2 separate regions of the Sus scrofa genome follow, and region 2 is linked to region 1. A link is a contact called in public Hi-C data. All regions are on one chromosome and are shown on one strand. The core of a region is the stretch at or near the end of the contact, and the rest is flanking DNA. Distances in the headings are between cores, read along the strand shown.

The links. A called contact is a pair of places that touch in the nucleus more often than the background predicts.
Region 2: a contact with region 1 is called in a Hi-C map of skeletal muscle, with 3 times the contacts expected there. The contact joins two enhancer-like sites. A contact is called at or near these places in 7 of 47 Hi-C or Micro-C datasets (embryonic fibroblasts, fetal heart ventricle, heart right ventricle and 3 more) and 1 of 2 datasets of contacts at active chromatin or transcription factors (skeletal muscle).

The regions. Positions count from the first base shown.
Region 1 is chr9:97,748,480-97,755,037 of Sscrofa11.1, forward strand. No RefSeq gene overlaps it. Among named protein-coding and RNA genes, the nearest start is that of CACNA2D1, 30 kb to the right of the region's middle. Within about 2 kb of position 2,467, at least 3 of the 83 cell types and tissues checked have an H3K27ac peak or open chromatin away from gene starts, as enhancers often do. A contact at or near this core is called in skeletal muscle, where this site is marked.
Region 2 is chr9:98,128,538-98,135,095 of Sscrofa11.1, forward strand. The region is part of intron 10 of CACNA2D1 (calcium voltage-gated channel auxiliary subunit alpha2delta 1); the gene reads left to right. Among named protein-coding and RNA genes, the nearest start is that of HGF, 310 kb to the right of the region's middle. Within about 2 kb of position 3,289, at least 2 of the 83 cell types and tissues checked have an H3K27ac peak or open chromatin away from gene starts, as enhancers often do. A contact at or near this core is called in skeletal muscle, where this site is marked.

The DNA.
Region 1 (6,558 bases), core at 1,217-3,716:
CAGAGACTAACTTTAATTGGTTAATGCTTCATGAGAAATCCATTTTGGTATGTCTCTTCATGAGTAATGAAACCTCATCTAAGTTTAGCTGTGCCGTGAAACTGAATCTCGCTTATTAATAATAAGCGGGTATTGGCAAGTTAAGGAATAAGCATGTTGATATATTTAGTCTCTCTTAGGTTTAATGTGACAATTTATTCTGCCTATTTTTTAGAAGATTGGCTGATTAAACAAATCAGGCTAAATTCAAGTATATGTTGGTTTAAATAAAAAAAAAAACTTTGTTTACTAATGGTTTCCTAACTATACACATTCAGGTACATTTAAAAGTCTTATGAACCTAGGAACACCGGAGATGATCTTAACTAGCAATAGGATATAATGCTGATACTAATTTAAAGAAAAAATGTCTCTGTCATAACAGCTGTTAAATGCTGTGCTTGGACTCTCTGTGCAGTTGCTTCTCATTTAAACATAGAAATGACTGATGTGTATAAAAATAGTTCTCACTGTTTAGCTGGCAGTGGATAAACTTCCTAGTTACCAGCCAAATACCGAGAACTTGCTAGATAATATTTCTGTTACTGATTAGATGGTGTTGCTTTCCAGCTCGGAGGTAAGAGTAAAATTCGCAGCCCATTGGAGGTGATTTAAAATGAAATTCTCAAGGTTGGTTAGAGAAAGAAATCAATCATGCTTAAAGCCAAGCTGCTCCACAAACAGAGATGTAAACAAGATTACACATAAAAGGAAAAAATGATGTGGAAGCTTCTTGGCGTGATTTTTAGTAGATTCAAAGAGGAATTATAATCAACTTTGGGACACTAAATTAAAAAAAGATTGTTATTGCACTTAAGAGAAAAATATGAATTTTAAATTAGTAATTTCCCTGCAAAAACAATTACATATAGACACTAGACTCAATGTAAATTGATTCAGTCTGTTAAAGTCTTGTGGTATCTCTAGTTAGTAAAGCATTCTTACTCTGTGTCTATATATATATATGCCTTAAAACATGTTGGAAAAAATTTTGTTTATCAAGCACCTAAGTTTTTATCCTAAATAATCATAAATTTTATATGCTTTCTTAACCAAACAGTCCAGGGAACTAATTAAAGGAATAGATAGATGTTGCCATGCTGGTAACAATGCCCAGTGTCTCTTATGTGTTGATGATGTGCTTGTAAGATCTGTGAACTCTTAGCCAATAGTGTTTTTTTAAGCAGAATTATGAAATTCCAGATTGGGTTGGTTGGTTGTTTTTTAAGTAGAACTTGCTGGCAATAGCAAACCATAGGAGACTGGGGAGCCTCAGCTATAAACTCATCCTTTTTTTTTCCCCCCTCACTTCCCTGCTGCATTATTTCCCTCTTCAGAATACATTGTTTTGCAAAACATTGCTCCTTCTTGGCACTAAGGAATTAACGGTGGAACAGAGAACAAGTATATAAAGCACTATGGAAGGGCAAATTACCTGACAATCAGAAGTCTAAGTTCATTCCTTTGTTATAACTAACAAAAGGAAGTTCTTTAGCATGTCTTGTGTTTTTGTTTCTTCATATCCAAAAGTAAGAGTTAGAAATTATGCTCTCTGAGGTTCTTCTAGTTCTGTAATTTATTATCCTCAGTATGTGAGGAAGGATAAAATAAATCACCATATATTATTGAAGGGATATTTGTTACAACAGAATGGCAGAATTTTTTTTCCTTCTTCACAGAAACTGTGTCAATTTCAAAACATAGTTTCATTTCTATTTCAAGGAAAAAAGTAGAATATAAACTCCCAAAGTTGGTAGACTCTATGGAAAGTTTTAGAAATCCTATTATATTATACACCCCACATCTGTTCAAGATACCTCATTTTACCAAATGTTTGCAACTAACAGCTCTTTTTCTAGTGGAAATAGCCTTTTCATCAAGGCTTGAATGTACAGTTTTTGTAAGTTGTCATAGAGCAAAAACTCTATGTAATGAGAGAATTATTGGAGGCTAAATATTAAAAGCTAGAAAGAAATCATTGTTTCTAAGATCTGCTTAGATCACCAGAGTACCTATACATCTGAAGTAGGTTTGGAAATACTATCATACTTGCAAGAACAAGTTGGCCTGCTACAGTTTCATGGTTGCTAACAAGAGACATGAAACTTCTAGTTCAAAGACAGAGGACTTTATTCCTTGTATGAATGGATATGAGAGTATTAGCATTGAAACCTGGGCCCCAATTCTGACAGGGAGACTTGAAGAGGGGCAGATGTTACATGTACACACAGTGGGTTACATTATTGGAGAGATGTTCTGAGTTTAAGGAACAGGTCCTTTAAAATCGACATTAAGATGTCCCTGGGTAACAATCCCGACTAGTATCCATGAGGATGCAGGTTTGATCCCTGGCATTGCTCAGTGGGTTAAGTATCTGGCCTTGCTGTGAGCTGTGGTATAAGTTGCAGATGTGGCTCGAGTCCCACATTCCTGTGGCTATGGTGCAGGCCAGCAGCTGCAACTCTGATTCAACCCCTAGAACAGTAACTTCCATATGTCATGAGTGTGGCCCTAAAAAGACAAAAAAATAAACCACAGAAACTCTGACTGACCTTTGCCTCAATAGGAGACATTATATATATTTACATATACCAGTGAACCAGCTTTCTGTTCCCAAGGGATAAACTATCTTCAATTTTAAAGATTATTCCCTCTACACACAAAACATCCCTGGGAAGACAGTCACCAACTGTCAATTTGACTTCTGGCAGGATGGACAGAAATCCAAGAGATCTGTGGGAAATGACTCCCAACAATATATTAAATCAAGCTGTATCAGAGTGGCTAATCATTAGGCCATGTACATCAAAAATCTTTATTCTGTTACACTAAAACTGTTTACATTTAGAGGGCAATCATAATTGGCTTGGGGACAATGGTGAGATAGAAAATAAGACAAATCAGAATATCATTTTTTTTTTATATTTTCCCACTGTACAGCAAGGGGGTCAGGTTATCCTTACATGTATACATTACAATTACATTTTTCCCCCAGCCTTTCTTCTGTTGCAACATGAGTATCTAGACAAAGTTCTCAATGCTATTCCAGAACATCATTTTAACTCAACTCTTGATCTAAAGTTGACTATGTTAAAGGCTATTATCAAAGTCAAGAACAATCAACAACTGGCAACCATGAGTCAGTACAAAGTCTTTGACTGCACATTCTACAGCACTGACCAAGTTGACTACCTCTCAGTCCTGAAGCACCTCTTTCTATGGTTTCCAAGATGCCACATCTTGATTTTTCTCTTACCTTATTGGTAGCTCCTCCCTAAGTGACTTTGCTAAACTTTATTCTTCTAACAAAACTGTACATTTAGTGTGCCCTTGGATGAAGTTGTTAGCCCTCTTCTCTATCTAACTTTTTTCTAGGTGATCTCATCAGTCTCCAAATTAAAATCTCCTTTTGAGAACCCTGTCCAGATCTCTAGGCTCACATATCAATGCTCTATTTATAATTTCTACTGGGATGTAGTCAGCATGTCAAACTCAACACATCCAAAAGAGTTATGCCCAGCTCAACAAGACCAGTTTCTCCCTAAGAATTCCCCAGAAATATCAACTCATTTGCTCAGGCCTCAAACTTGGAAGTCATTTTGGTTTCTCTCTTTTCCATGTCCTTGGTAAACAGTCCATTAGGAGGTGATGTCATCATTTTCCTAAAGTAAACCTGACATCTCATTCCTTCTCACCATCTTTAATACAGGTTATCATACCAGCTATTATCATTTTTTACTTGTTCTATTACATTAGCTTTTTAAATGCTTTTACTCTTGCCTCAGTATAATCCATTCATGTATAGCAACCAGAATGACTATTTTAAAATGGCTTACAACTTTCCCAGGCTTAAAAACCTCTCAATAACTTCCAATTATCAATAGAAATAAAACCAATCCTTCTGGTGACCTACAAGACCCTGTTGCTCATTTCTTAGTCCTCTTCTTGTTCACTCTCCCCCATGTTCTCTTAACTCGGTCACACTGTTTCTCATGTGGTCCTCAAGCACATGACACTTTTCCCCATCTAGGTCCATTTCACTTGTTCTTCACTTTGCCTGGACTACTCTACCCTCAGATTTGTACATGACTGTGTCTTTCTCATCAGTCAGGTCTTAGTTCAATTTCATCTCAGGTTTCTTGGAGCTCCCACTCCTTCCCAACCAGCCATTCACTATAGCAGATACTCTTACTTGCTTATTATACAGTTATTCTTCTTTGATAACAGAATCTTCACATCTGCTAGAACAGAGTCTTCAAGGGAAACTAGACCCTTTCCACCCCAATGGCATGACTGGGTTATTTTAAGGCAGTCAGGATTACTTTAGACAAATGCCAATCAATCAGTTTAGGCAGGAACCTCTCAAACAATTCACAGCAAGCTTTGAATGGGGCCGAGGCATTGCAGTTCTAGAAAATTGTATCTCTTGAAAAGAATGCCCACTTTACTACCCCAGAATATCTGATGTCTGAGACTCTCAGATGTTTTGGAATCCTGAGGATATCCAGGCAAAAATGACTGGCCAACTTGCTGAAAATGGCAAAGAAGAAAGAATTTCTATAAGTGATGAGGTAACTGAGCTCTGGAATTAATCATCCTGGAACTTTTCTAGCCCCTGACTTCATATTATGTGACGTAATAAATATCTTCAATGACCAAAATTTTAGCGTGTTTTTTTTTTGTTTGTTTTTTGTTTGTTTGTTTGTTTTTTTTTAATCAGTAACTTGAGACAGAGACAGGAAGCAGCCTCACTTCTGTATCAGATAGCCAATCCCATTACCTTATTTTTTTTTTACCCTAGCACTTTGCTCAGTGATGCCAGGAAAAACTTCTGTCTTGTTCATCCCTATTTATATAGAACCCAGGATAGTGTTTTAACCATAGGAGGATCTCAGTAAATATTTTAAAATTAATGAATAAAAGTGGAATGAAATCAATGTCCGATGGAACTTATAATATAGTAAAAGGAATTTAAAATTTTTCATACAGTTACACATGTGATAGAATAATCCTTTGAAACACATTAAGGTGCTTTTCTCTTTCTGTGCTCTGTAATGTTCCAATCAGCTATTTAGTCGGGTTGGGGATGTAAGGGGAGGAATTAGGGCTGGTAACAAAAGAGAAAAAATAACTGTTCAGCTTTTAAAAATGAAAGTGGGTTTGGGGGAGTTGTCTAGCAAGACAGTTGTTTAAACTCCAGGTGATTTTGACAAAGAGAAGGATTTTCTAAATTCTTTGAACTTTGTTTAGCATGCTAAGATTTCTGCTCTCTCAGCTGGAGTGCTCAGATCTGTTGTGAGATAAAGAAGCCTCAGGAAAGTGAATCTTGCCCCCTGCAGAAGAAAATGTTTTAGAAAGCATGGAGAAATTCTAAGAGAGAAAAGGGAAAAATGTTTTCTCCCTCTCCCTGAGATTGTATGAGTTTGAAAAAAATTGTAGAAGCATCAAGATGGTATTAGAGGAAACTAAAAATACTTGTAGTAACTCACTTTCCTGAGCAGATCATGGAAAGGACTGAAAGATTATTGGAGAAAACGTCTGTGAGATCCATCCCAAGCACACAAGGAAGGAAGGAAGATGATGTCTAGATGGGGGTGCCCTGGGGGAATGGAAGTTTGGTGTGAAAGGTGGAGACTGTGAAGAAGTTTATCATAAAATACAAATGATTGGAATGAAGAGCTCTAGAGAGTATCAGCGAGGTACAGCAAAGGGTCAGAGCCCATCTCAGTAGAAACATGGTGAGACCAACTACCCACCACCAAACATGGAAGCCAGTAGGGATCCAAGGCACAGTGTGTAAATCTGAGTATATGCTACCTCTTTGCTGCAAATGTCTATCCACAGTCCAGATCTCACTTTTGAGTTCTAACAAACATACCCAGTTGCATGTCAAATTGAAGTCTTAAAAATAACATACTCCCTCAAAATTAGCATACCTGAGACATCATATTCCTTACCCCAAACCAATTCTTCCTTCTGCCTTTTCTATCTCAGTAAATGCTCACCTTACCCACTTGTTCAATTGACAATCTTCAACGTCAGTCTTGATTCCACTCTTAAACTATACTTAATTTCAAATCCATCAGCAGCTTTGTCCATCTCTAAATTGAAAATACGTTCAAAACCTGGTTGCTTTCCTCTCATCTCCACTACCACCACTTGAATTTAAGCCGCTATCATCTTTTGCCTGATAAACTCTTAACCAATTGCCCTGATACTAGTTTTGCCCACTTTAAATCTAGTTTGCACACATACCTGTCAATATGATATTTTTGAGATAAGCCATGTTAAGTCTCTGTTTCACAATGCACTCATAGTAATAACCACATCTCTCAATGTGGTATAGGAGGCTCCTCTTCATCTGGTCCATAGGTTCCTACCTGATGTACTCACCATCTACTGCTGACTTTTCTACAGCCTCATTGGCCTCATGATTATTCCTCTGCCAAGAAAAGGAGCACCTGCATCAGGTGCACCATGGAACCCTTAATCCCATAGCTAGTTCCTTCACTTCAGCAG
Region 2 (6,558 bases), core at 2,039-4,538, 380 kb after region 1:
AGTACATAAACATATGTTTATTTAAAGTCATTGGAAAAATATCTTTGGCATAGAAAAAGAGCAAGTTGTAAAAGTAATAAATTCATTACAGATTTGGCATATCTAATGAAATTTATGTAAACCCAGCAGACATTAAATATGGTTAATGTCTTAATCTGGCTTCTTACTGATTCTTGTTCATGGATTCAAGTGTAAGTGGTTTATTTGGGACATGATCCCAGGAAACACAATCAATTAAAGAAGTGAGGCAAGGGAAGGAAGGAAGACAATTAAAAGAACTTAATTTAATTTAAAGGAACTTAATCCTACTGAGGAATCCTAGAAGTTGTATAGAATATGAACTTCAAAGTTATTCTGCCTCAAGGCCAAATGAGTTAGGGTTTCAAGCACCAACCTTCCACATGTGTAGGTAGAATAGACTCTGGCTGCTAGAGAGAGAAATGAGGGAGAAAAAAAAGTTGCAGGTAATGGTAGTTAAAAACTTGCCCAGTGTCCATTGCTTCCAGTTAATGATCCTTAAAGATGGCATCTAACGTGTCATTTAAGGCCAATGTTTCCATATTGATTTTCTGTCTAGATGAAAGTGAGGTATTTTAAGTTCCATGCTGCTACTGTATTACTGCCAGTGTCTCCTTTTATGTCTGTCAATACTTGCTTTGTGTATTGAGATGCTGCTATATTGCATGCATAAATATTTACTTATAAGTGCTATATTCTCTTGTTGGATTGATTCCTTTATCTTCTAAAAATTCCTGAAAATGTAACCATTGTTTTTTATGAATGGATAGTCTGATGCCAGTACATCAATGGACTTAGCACTATGGTTCAAAGTACATGTTGTGTCTTGAAGGACAATAGTCCAACTCAAAGACAGTCATTTCAAAGTTAGAACTTTAGTTGCATATTTAGAAGACTATCCCAATGTTTTGTCAGGCTGGCAGCTTGTAAATGAGGCAGAATATGGTAGACCCAGTAGATCCTGTGATCATTTATTGTTGGACTTCCTTAACCATAAAATAAATTGTTTGATTTAAAGAGATGTTATGCAGGATTTCATGATGATATCCTGTGATGATAAATCAGGCAGTTTGTGAATCCATATGATTAGTGATATTGGATGAGACATTGTAAACAGGAAAGGGGAAAGGGCAACTCTTTTTTTTTTTAATTCTTACTGATTTTTATTTTTTCCATTATAGTTGGTTTACAGTGTTCTGTCAATCTTCTACTGTACAGCAAGGTGACCTTGTCACATACATATACATTATTTTTCTCACATTATCCTCCATCATGCTCCATCACAAGTGACTAGATATAGTTCCCATTGCTATACAGCAGGATCTCATGGTTTATCCATTCCAAGTGCAATATTTTGCATCTGTTAACCCCAGATTCCCAGTCCATCCCACTCTCTCCCCCTCTCCCTTGGCAACCACAAGTCTGTTCTCCAAGTCTGTGAGTTTTTTTCTTATGGAAAGGTTCATTTGTGCCATACATTAGATTTCAGATATAAGTGATACCATATGGTATTTGGCTTTCTTTTTCTGACTTACTTCACTTAGTATGAGAAACTCTAGTTCCATCCATGTTGCTGCAAGTGGCATTATTTTGTTCTTTTCTATGGCTGAGTAGTATTCCACTGGGTACATATACCACATCATATCTTCTTAATCCATTCATCTGTCGATGGACATTTAGGTTGTTTCCATGTCTTGGCTTTTCTGAATAATGCTGCAGTCAACATATGGGTGCATATATCTTTTTCAAGGAAAATTTTTTCTGGATATATGCCAAAGAGTGGGATTGCTGGGTCACATGGTAGTTCTATATTTAGTTTTCTGAGGTACCTCCATACTGTTTACAGTAGTAGTTGTACTCTTAACTGAAATGTGTATCAGTAACAAGAAAAACAAAGTTTACTCAGTCCCATTCCAGATAAAATCACATATAACGTATTTAATATCAAGTTGTTAAATGTCTTTTTGAAGAGTGATAGTATTGAAGACTCAGCATTAGACAGTTTCCAATGGCACCAATGGCAGTAGCTATGTCACACTTGATGAGAAAGAGCCATGTTTTTAGGCCCATGTATATCCCTTCTCTCTCTGCTACCTGGCTGCCACATTTATGATCCCTTTTTTTTTTTTTTTTTTTTTTTTTTTTTGTCTTTTTGCTATTTCTTTGGGCCGCTCCTGTGGCATATGGAGGTTCCCAGGCTAGGAGTCGAATCGGAGCTGTAGCCACTGGCCTACGCCAGAGCCACAGCAACGCAGGATCTGAGCCGCGTCTGCAACCTACACCATAGCTCACGGCAACGCTGGATCCTTAACCCACTGAGCAAGGGCAGGGACCGAACCTGCAACCTCATGGTTCCTAGTCGGATTCGTTAACCACTGCGCCACGACGGGAACTCCCCTGATCCCATTTTTTTAAGCACTACAGTTGCTACAGAAAAGGCTGATGACCTACATTCCCCTAGCTACCCAGTTGTTGAGCACTTTCTCTATAATGAATGTTATCTAGTGGTAATTGATATGAGACAGAGATCTGCTCATTTCATGAAAACTCCCAGAAGTCCATGCTCATGCTTCCCTGAGGAAATTCTTCCAGTTCTGCTTCTTCAAGGGTATTGGCCAACATTAGCCAAGCCATCTGCCACTATACAGGAATCTGAGTCTTTTCTTATCTATCTCCCTTACACCAAGTTGATGACCAGGTGTTCTTTGCCTCACGATCCATCCACACCCATTTCCTGGCATGTTTTCCCAGTATATGCTGGTTCGTATTAGACAGATCTTACATCTCTTTTGCTGAATATCCTCTTTTTCTGTTTTCCTGGAACAGAGACTATTTTTCCAGGTTGGCCATGTTGAGACCTGATCTATTTGTTGCCTATGGCCATGAGGGCAGATGACATCAGATCTTGAAGATAGCAGACATCAGATCTTGAAGATAGCAAGCATCATTTTTTATTGTCTCTAGGAATGAAGAAACTACTTCCCTTTAAGGGGATGAGATTACTTTTGCCTATCCAGAGAGTAGAGCAGAATCTGGCAGTTAGTGTTTTCAGTCACATCAATTTAGGTGTCCCCCATTCATAGTTAGGTTCCCATTCTTTGCCTATCAGTACCCTGACTTTTGCGTAGAAGACTGCCATGGCTGTGAATGCAGGCTCCTTTATAATTATGTACTTTTAAAAGCAAATACTGTGACTGTTTCTAGCACATGTTGACCTAGATTCTCTTTATTGGCTGCTTTGTAAGTCATCTGGCTGTCACCCTTTGCCCTTGATGGATAGTTAGCTGACATGAGGTGGTCACTTTCTTCAACGAATGTAACAACTAATCAACTCCAGGACCTTAAGATTGCAGTTGTCAGCATACTTTGCAAATTCTAGGTGCCTCCCCTTTATTCAGTATTGTGTTCCGGTCACTGCAGATGAAAATCTTAACAGTTATGATATTGTAACCTCTGAGGGGTTTTCTTTACTCAAGTTATCACTGATGGACAGTTGCCAGCGGATTCCTTGTGGCCACATGGCTGGTGAATGATTTAGTTCTGGAATCTCTTCCAGAGGATCTGTTTCCTAAGACTTCTGCTGGTATTACTGCCAAAACTTGCCCTCTGTCAACCAGTGCCTAATAGAAATGTGGAGACAGAGTTTTGGGTGAAGAAGAAAAAAAATAGCTTTTATTGCTTTGCCAGGCAAATGAGACCCCAGGAGGCTAATGCCTTAAAGACTGCGACCCCCATTAGGAAGAATTGTGGGGAATTTTATAGTAAACAGGAAAAAAGCAGGATTCTGGATAAGAGTCAGGGTTGAGGGCAAATATGCATTCTTTCTTTGGGGGAATCTTAGTCATCAAACCTGGTGTCAGGAAATCTCTGCATGATCATGATGGTGGACTTCTGGATTATTGTGAAAAGGGCATATTGATCAGAGATTAGAATGGACTAGGAAGTTCCTAAAACCAGCATGTGCTGATAATCTTTAACTCACAAGCAATTGTACTCAGGGTGCCTAATCTTTAGCTTACAGGTGATTATGTTTAGGGTCCAATTAAGCCAGGGAGAAGGACAAAAAAGGGCTCTAAGCTGATCAGTGTTACTCATTTCTAAAAGAAGCATAAGGAACATAACTTTTCTCTTAAGTATATAGATGCCTATATTATTATGTGTATCCATTAAGATGGAACCAGGATCCTGCCCCAAGGCTTACTATTGTTTCTTGACCTGTTTGTTCCTCCATTGACTGCATCCCCTTCTTTCCCCGATCAGCAGCTTGGAACTCAGGGAAGGCCATGGAGGCTGAATGAGGACTATTTCCTAAAAATAAGAAATGGGATACACAGAAAGGCTTTTATGCCCAGGAACCCCACAGGGCCCTGCTCGGTTATAGTATCAATTTACATGTTCCTTCCCCTGAAATAGTTTATGAGACCAGGATTCAAGTACAAATGGCTTATTGGGAAAGTAATTCTAAGAAAGATTTAGAGAAATGTGAGAAGAAAAACAAAGACCCAAACTAATAAACAATGGATTGTCAAACAGGTTACCACTCTGAGTGATTAGATCTTAATCCTCTATGCAGTTCTGAAAACCAGTGTAGATTGCATGAATTGAGATTATTCTTTCCAAGGAGACAGTGTGCTGGAGTATTTAAAGTTAATGACTGCTTCCAAGGGACATTAATTACCCTGGTTTTCCCCAGGCCACCATATGCACAAGCAGAAGGCTCCCAGAAACCTCGGGCAGTTAAATTGGGGCTGACATGTATGGAAAGATGGATGGGGCACTGGTAGCATCTGCCACAGTTAGAAACTGGACAATGCTATTAAAAGTATATTTTAAAAGATTTTATGACTAAGCAGTAGAAATGGCTTTGAATGAATTTTGTTTTCATCATTTAGCCAGCAAATAATGATCCTTTTATAAATTTATTTAATTCCTTTGTCATGAGTCTTTTGCTCTTATTGTTAATGGTGGTTGCATTGTCTCTCCAGTTCTTATATGTGCTCAGCAAAGAATTGAGGTGAAAAAAAAGTGAAAATGTTACGGCTATGTTGCATGCATTAGAAAGCACAAGCAAGTTTATTAAAGCTCTCAGAGGGAGAGCAGGCACCCTGTGAATAGGGACTGGACCCACTTTACAGTTGGATTTCCCTATAAAGGCCCATGCTTTCGACCAGAGTGAAGACCTTTTTTTTTCCCTGCCTAGGCCTACTGTGTGTGTGTGAGGGTTGGTTGTTGATTGGTCTCAAGTGTGTGCCTCATGTGCATGGGCATATTTGATTTTCTGGTTGGTCTCGTGATACACCTGCTGACCTGCTGATTGGTTGGGGAAAGAGGGGTCTTATGATACATTTACTGGTAGGTTGGGCGTGTATATTGCCCCTGAGGGGTAAGGAATGGGCCACATATTTTCCTAGCAGGGAGTAGCAAGGAGTAGGCCTGATTCTCATGCTGGGAAAAGGGGCATTACAGTGAGATGGGCAGGGTGATGATGAGGATCTGATAATTTTTGTCTTGACCAGAGGCTTTGAGTTCAGTCTCCTTGAAGGGGACCTGAAGCCAAGCACTATCAAACCTCATTGATTATTACTTAATAATATAATATTATTATTTATATAATATTTATATAATATTATTTATAATATTATTTAAATAATATTATTATTTATATAATATTTAATTTTAATATTTAATGTCAATACCTGAAAATGATATATTTTAAGAGAATTGATTGTTATACAACATTTTGGGGAAAGAAAAGCAAAATCATATTTTTGTCTTTGACAGGCTTTTCTCATTAAATAGAAATGTAACAATTTAATGATATAATGATTCTAAGAAAAATACCTTCTAATATGGTTATAATCTCCTGGAGTGTCTGTGTGTAGGCACACAGATCTCTGTGTATTTTTTTTTTTTCCTGTTTTCTCTCTGAAACTGCTTGAAAATCTAGGAAAGAGACAGTATAATGTTTGACTTTTCTAACTTCAAGGAAGCATAATAATAAGGCATTGAGGAAATTGGGTAGTGATTCTCTAATGAACTTGGGCAGTAATCTTCCCACAAAGTGTTCATGCATTTCTCTTTATCCCCATACCTGAGATCATGCCTATCATCCAGAGTTATGACACAGTGTGTATGAACATTTTTCCAATACTGCCTGGAACCACCACACAGAAGAGTTAAGCAGCTTCTCACTTGTAGGTTTATATATCTGGGTTTCTTTCTTTTTTTTTTTTTTTTTGAGTGGTAATTTTTATGCTTTAATCACATATAAGATGTCAGAACAGATGTTGCATCATTTCCTAGTGTTTCTGTTATCTCCAAGCCTGTTCTTTGTTACAGAAGGGAAGCCTGCTGTTAGGCGAAGCTTAAATTCAAGCATAACATAGCTGTTTTCCCACTAATCCAGTTATGTGCTTTGATGGAAGTAAGTGGTAGATGATAAGAGCGGCAATTCAATCACAGCATGTTCTGATTTACAGGCAAAATTTCAAATATTGACACAGAGAGTAGGATTTGTTTATGAAAGAGAGAAAGTTTGAC